Regions from separate parts of the Drosophila melanogaster genome. Here region 1 is linked to region 2. Evidence: chromatin contacts called from public HiChIP or PLAC-seq data. All regions are on one chromosome and are shown on one strand. The core of a region is the stretch at or near the end of the contact, and the rest is flanking DNA. Distances in the headings are between cores, read along the strand shown. Region 1 holds the start of mol (moladietz). Region 2 holds the start of lncRNA:CR45693 (long non-coding RNA:CR45693).

What was found. HiChIP or PLAC-seq counts read pairs in DNA pulled down with a chosen protein or histone mark.
Region 1: an H3K27ac HiChIP or PLAC-seq map of the Kc167 cell line shows a contact between it and region 2, with 3 times the contacts expected there. The contact joins the promoter of mol here to the promoter of lncRNA:CR45693 in region 2. A contact is called at or near these places in 1 of 107 Hi-C or Micro-C datasets (wing imaginal disc) and 1 of 6 datasets of contacts at active chromatin or transcription factors (the Kc167 cell line).

The regions. Positions count from the first base shown.
Region 1 is chr2L:14,995,721-14,999,082 of dm6, forward strand. It overlaps mol (moladietz), which reads right to left and starts at 1,839. Exons shown (of 6, transcript NM_165094.3): 1 at 1,796-1,839.
Region 2 is chr2L:14,510,010-14,513,822 of dm6, forward strand. lncRNA:CR45693 (long non-coding RNA:CR45693) reads right to left here and starts at 2,074. Exons shown (of 1, transcript NR_124259.1): 1 at 1-2,074.

The DNA of each region.
Region 1 (3,362 bases), core at 589-3,088, 490 kb after region 2:
GACTGCAGCTTTTATTTTCAAGTCCAACGAAAGTGAAATTGCTGGCGCACCCCTTTCCGCCCACTATACCCCTCTCTCTAACACCTTTGCCGGTGGATTGAGGAAATGAAGTAAACATGAAATTGACATAATCAACACGCAGCTGGAAACTCTGCAAATGTCTTTTGACGAGACAGAGACAGCAAGAGAGGCACCAAGAGCTACAACAACAGGTTTCTGTGTCGCCCTGTTGATATTGCTTTTGTTGCTGTTGCTGTAATGCAGTGAGAGAAAATAATTACTCGGAATTGTATGATTTATGTCATATATGAATATTATGAATATCTTGATATTACTTTTTGTAGTACTGTTATTTATCAATATAATCCTTACTAATATATTAATAAAAATATTAGTAACTGTTTAAAACAATTTTTTCCCGTGCTAGCTTTGTTGTTGCTGCTGGCGGCGTGTGTTCAATGAGCGCTGGTGCGTGTAAATATGTAAGAGTTGCCTTCAACCGGCTTTTTCGTGCAACTTTTTTTTTTAGTTTTTTTGTAGCAGTAGTTTTTGTTTTCATTTTTGCGCTGGTCAGTTTGGTTTGAATCATCTGGCCATATAGGAAATGAAACGGGAGATGAAGTAATCCCAACGCCTGACATGGAAATTACATAGGCAAAACGCATCACAAAAATCAACCTGATGCACACACGTCATACAAATTCAACGACAACTAAAAGGGCAGGCAGGAAAATACAGTAAAAGGAAGGGGTATTAAAAAAAATACGCTCTTTATGTACGCTTTCGCGGAAAATACAAAAAAAAGGTTTAAAATTGCTGGAAGTTGTTATAATCAATTTTCTTTTTCATGTTTTAATAAATATCGAAATATCAAAGGTTTAGTTACTCCTGTTACTCCTGTAAGGGTAATAAAACATTGTGTTGGGTAATACTAAAGGGAAAATGTGCATTAGAAATTACCAACACAATTTTCCCGCTCCCACCCACACATACACCCATCACACATACGTTTGAGGAATGGCGGACTCCCTCTTTAGATGTTTGGGAATTTTTTTGTTTGATCTATCATATTTTATTTTTAGTTCTCGGTGTCTTTTAAGTCTCGGCAATCAGTTTGTTACCCAAAAAAATAAATAATTTATTATCCATTGTTCAGCATTCTATTTTTGCTTGAGTATACCAAACTATTTATTTACATATCTTATTGAATTTTTGATAATATGGATTTTGGTATTTTTTTATTTATATTTCTACAGAGAAACTTTTATTTGTATTGCTTCAGAGAAACTTATTTATTTTTGTTATTGTATTGCACTGAATATTTCGCACTTTAGTTGCAAAAAAATAAATTGCAACATTTAATTGCAACCAAGTTGATTAACTTTTTTATGTTTAAGGCAAAAATTTGCTGGCTTTAATTATATTTTATGTGCGCGCAAATTGTTAAGGTTTTTCGACACTGTTGTTTGTTTTAAGCTTTTTTGTTTTATTTTTGCAGACAACCACGAGGAGCAAAGCATAAATAACTAGATGAGCTTCAAACTTAATACCGTTATTTGCGTTATTATAACGCGGCTTTTGCGGTTTCTTTTTGTTTTGGCAAACTTATTTCGGCTTGAATTTTCGATTTTTGATTTTTCTCCACTTTTACGAACACGGTGGTTTTGTGCATGGCATAACACACAGACAAAACAAAAGCAAACAAATAAAAACACAATTCGATTTCGTCTTCGCTGCCTCTCGTTGTTTTTTTGTTGCAACTGATTTAAAATGCGCAGGCGCGGCGGCGACTTACAAAAATCTGCGTCCGTTTCGAGAGCTTGCCGTCGATCAACTGAACGCCGAGAGCGGTGAGCAAAAGACAAAACCTTCCCAAAAGAGAGCAACAGAGCGCCAAAGCTCCAAAGCGATGGGAGCTTTTTGCTCGACCGCTAATTGCAGGCTTAAGTGAGTGTGAATTTATGAAGCAGTCATGTCGGAAAGTCAGAAAATCAAAAAAAAAATTATTAAAATAAAAAATATCAAAAAATCCGACAGGGAACTTGGGCTATATCGCCAGGGCTATTCCTGATCAGGGACCTTGTCCGACTCTAGGCTGCCACACTTTCCAACCGCAAACTGGTTCATCTTGGGCCTGGCCTCACACTAAATTCACAGCCGAGCGGCAAATTATATACTTTAATCAGCCGGGCGAGAATAGCATTGGCACCTGTCACGAGGAGAAATAATATTAGTATAAACAGCTGTGCTCCGAAAATATTAGAACTTGCATTGTTACAAAAAAGGAAACAAAATAAAACTCTCAAACGTAATTTTATCATCTGACATTTTAATTTGGTTGATATAAATTAAGGCCCACTTAAAATATTAATGTATAATGCATTACTGGACATAAAAACAAAAGATTTATTTATAAGGTAGTATGTTAAAATGAGACATTTATTATTAAACCAAAATAAAACTTAATGAAACGTAATTGCATTGTATAATCAAAAATGCAATCGTTATAATATCAAAATTTCAAATTTTAAATTGCAATTTCCACTTTTCATACAACATTCTTTAATTTAAACAATTATGTCAGAAAAAATAGGTGCCAAATATTGGATAATATTAAAACGAATCCTCAAAAACTCCATCTTCGCAGCATTCCAACTTAAAAACCCCCAATACTTTTTCCTTTATTTAGTTATTTGCCAGCTGCTACTATTGCTAATTCAATTAGCATAGAGACCCGTCTGGTAATTAATATTTAATTTGCTAATTGAATTTTTACTAGCGACTACCGTGCCACGCACCAACGCCAAGCCAAATCACCAAGTTAGCCTCCGTGATCTCTGTTTATGTCCAGTCAATCCATCCGACTTGTGAATCTCGACAGTTGCAAATTTGGCTGGTCGACGCCAAAGCCACTTTTCAGCCGCAGTATGCTAGATCTTGTTGTCTTTGCCTTAGTAGTGAATCTTTTATGATGTGCAAAATTAGCCATAAAAACATACATAAACAAAAATGTAAATATTGCTGTAAAATCAGTAATTCATTATACGTAAGGCTCTCTAGAGTTTAGCCGATGTACTTAGTCTTTGGATTTAAAAAAGTATTATTCTGTGTTTGGAAAAAAATGTGGTGCTTAAAGCTGGCTGAAAAACTTCTAAAGTCGTATAACTATTTTTACAGCATGCAATTTATAAAGGAAGTATCTAAACTACTGAAATATTTACTTTATGTTAAAAATGCTTCGAAAAAGGTTTTTAAAACTGGTGTTTAGTTTTTTTTTTTTGCTTATTGGCAAACGGACTTCATCATAATCGATTCCCTAGCTACGAATAAACTTCCGCTACGCAGTCCAATGATTCATTCCC
Region 2 (3,813 bases), core at 824-3,323:
CATTTACTGAATGTATTTTTCGAGCTCTTTGCTGATAGTACCAGCCAAGACTAGTTGGCTGTCCGGCTTTTAAGATTCTCAGCGAACGAAGTTAGGGACCATAAAACGCTGCTTTTCAATGATTCATGGGGTTCTACATATTTTCTATTGCGGAGCGGCCCGGATGTCAGAAAATGTAGGTGCAATAAATTACCTAAATAGTGTGTGATTTAAGTCGTTGTTAGTCAAGTTTAAGAGAGCTGTTCAAAATAATATTGCTGACACGCAGAATAATGGTTATCGTTGTATTTAATTGCGAAAATTGTTTGCATTAAAATGCGATTTTAATTAAACTATGAAAAACTATGTTCTTATTTTGAACCACGTCGTATAAACACACTGAAGCAAACTAGTGTGCTTAGTAACAAGATAATATAATACTTAGAGCAACGTCCTTCAATGGTTTGGCTAACTCTGCTCATCTCACCTTCTCCACTTTTAGTTCTTGACGGTTTCTTCAGCCATTTCTTGGCCACTTGAGCGCTCCTCGGGCAACTTCGGGGCCTTGCGTTCCTTTCGTTCAGCTGACAGTCACTTCCTGTCAGCGTGGAGCAGCTCGATCCCCTGGAACCCCCTCTAAGCCCCGCCTGTGACGGCTCATTAGCATGTGTGCGTGGCTGGTCCTGCTACTCTGCCCGTCACTCCTTTGGCCTGCCATTAATTTCGCAAACTCGCCCTGCTCGTTCGTCTCTTGTGTCTCCTTGGGGCGTTTACAACTTAGCCAACTTGCAGTGTAACGCTTTGTATTGTTCACGCAAAATTTATTTCCGCTACGTCATGAACATCCTGCTGTCGTCGTTGCAGTTGTAGTTGTATTGTAGTTGTCCTCATCAACATCCTTGTTGTATTTGTTGTTAATTTACGTAATAAATACGCTTGAAAATGTTGCACGCACATGCAAAATGAATTACGTTGCTGGGGAGCAGCAACGGCAGCAGCAGCAACATCAACAACAGCAACAACAGCAGCAACATCAACTTAACTGTCACTTGTCACAGGGACGTTTCAGGGGCCTCCCTCTGGATGTCCTGGCGGTGCTGTCGTCTCTCACATGTCAACGGGCGTCGCTTTGCTTGGCATTTTTGTGATGTGAAATGAAGCAACGAGGTGACAGCAGCAGCAGCAACAGCAGCGGCAGCAGCAACAGCAACAGCAGCAGCTAAAGGGGAGTTGCTGCTCCTTGCAGCGGCAGCATAAAATGAATTACTCGCGTGAACAACAAAACCTGTCAGAAGGCTGTCAGCTGTGGAGGCGACACGTGGGTGGGGCCCCATGTCGCATTTGCAATCGCCCAGTCTCGCTGATGTTGCTGGTGTGTGCTAGGTGTCAGCGCATCGCATTTGAAATCCTCGCACACTGAAAAACAGTTGACAGTCAGCAGTCAGGGCAGCGACAAAGTATTGCTCCCGACATTCAACGCCAGCGGCAGCAGCAACAGCAGCAGCAGCAGCAACATGTTGCCATCGCTCGCATCCATGGCCATGCATATGAAATGTGAGTGTGCGAAATCTTTTGTGGGTCCGTGGCCCATGATTATCTTACCTCAAATTGCTTGTAGCAATCATGGAAAAAGCAACGTTGCGGTTGTCAAGCTCTTTGGGTTCTCCCTCGTTTCATTCCGTTTTCTTCTTCTTTTTTTTTTTTTTTTTGGCCACAGCAATTTTCATTTTCGCACTCCATTATAAAGTAATTTTTTTGCATTACTTATGCCTGTCAACGTCTGGCGCTTTTCGCCGCTTTCTTCTTCCTGTTTCCGAGGCAACGCCCCACGAACGTGTGGGTATCCTTCTCGTTGGCAAAGATTAATATGTTGCCGCTGTGCCGCATCCTGTACTCACTCGCTCAGTTTGCCAGCTTGCCGCTGTTTGAACGCTCGCATGTGTGACAGTTTGCAAATGTGATTGACAACTGACACTGGCATATAAATTCAAAGCTTTCGCACACACTCAACCGTTGACAGTGTACACGGAGAGGACAGTATCCGCAGCAACAGCAACTGCCTCCTGCCTTGAAGGCATGACAAACTGACTGACTGAATGACGGACGTGCCGGAGGTCTGAACGGTCGCACTGACTCACTAGCTGACTGACTGACTGATGGCCCGACTGTCTGCAATGCAGTTGGGTGTTGTCTCAACTCAACTCAGTTAGAGAACTGGGCAAGTAGTCGCAATTCATCAGCGAAAGATCTTGGGAAAGATTTAGGGTTGTCTTTTGCACTCAGCTTAAGCAAATAATTAATTACAGTCCATTTTGAAATTGGGTTTTATAAGTTGTAAGAAATAACTAGAACTAAGTTATATTAGGTTTCTTGTTGGTTTTTGAGTTTGTTGGATTGTTGTTTTATTTTTTGTCATTGAAGACTGCAAGATCATGATTAAAAGTACTCAAACAAATACTTTTCCATTAATGCAAGATATACATTTCCCCCAATTCGAAAGAGCTCAAGCCATTTGATCGTTCCGCAGTAAGTACGATCATTATGGTGGACCGACAACTCTGCGAAGTCATTTCCCCAAAGTACAGGTCTCCATCTATATTTTGTTAGTTGCTTCCCGTTTCTTTCAATTACCCAGCCACGGCCTATAGAAACTAATACCAATTATCATGACAACTTCCGTTTCTCAGCTCAAATTACTGCGGCCTAATTGCTATTTAGGGCTCCTTTCGGAACGTCGAGCCGCGTAATGTCCAATTATTCAAACAAGAGACGGAGCCCATAACCGCTGACACAACCGTCCGGCCCGGGTTTGATAATAGACTCATCAGACATCGGTCGCCATCATCGTCATCATCGCCACGCAGCAGGTAGTTCCTTCAAAAGGAGGGAAAACTCATTTGGGAGAGTACACAGGAAGAAATGAAAATGATTCAAATACCGGACCTCCACAAAACTTCCGAACTTAAGCTTATGATGTTAGCCCATTGGTTGTGTAATGTGATAAGGTTCAACTTTATGGACTATATCATACTAAACCTAGTGTATTAAAGCGTTAGATCGACTGTTAATCGGATGCTTTCAGGTCTATCTATCTCATGTATTTCTCTCTGTGTATTAGTGATGAGACGCAAACCTGTCGCTCGTGCTGACGACAAATGTCTTCAGCGGAAGTGACACAACAAAAATCCCTGGCAACCGAAAGGGAACAAAAAACGCTTGATTATAAATGCCCGATGCCGCGAAGAAAATAAAACTAATAAATTGATGTTGATCTGGCGATGCTGGCTACCGTCTCAAAGCAAAACAAACGCGCCATGACAATGACAAAATCAAGCGGCAGGGCTGACAATGATGGAAGTGACAACGACAATGGCGCTGAATGACAGGAGGATGTGGATGTGATGGCACTGCAGAAGCAGAAGGAGTGGGGCGTCGGCAGAGGGTTTTCTGGAGGGGATCCGAGGGGTCGACCAGTGGCAGCTGTTCGCTAACTCGACACTCTTGGCGTGACTTGTCAACGGGCATCATTCGGCTGGCGTCGAGGTTGGGGTTGCCGTTGATGCTGGAGCAAGAAGATCATCATTCATGACGATGATGATGCGGTCTACGCCTTTTGTTTATCAAATTTCAATGAGATTGGACGACTGATGGAGGTAGCACATCACTTTGAAACGCATCGTCTTTGTGCTCAGCTGGGATCGATTTCACTGAAACTAGCATCGGTCTTGGGGGGAATATATCAAATTTTAAACTCGTACTACAAGTAATGATTCTAATACAAACTTTATCTAATTTTAGAAATTATAATATTACCAAACTTGGGTCTTTACTTCG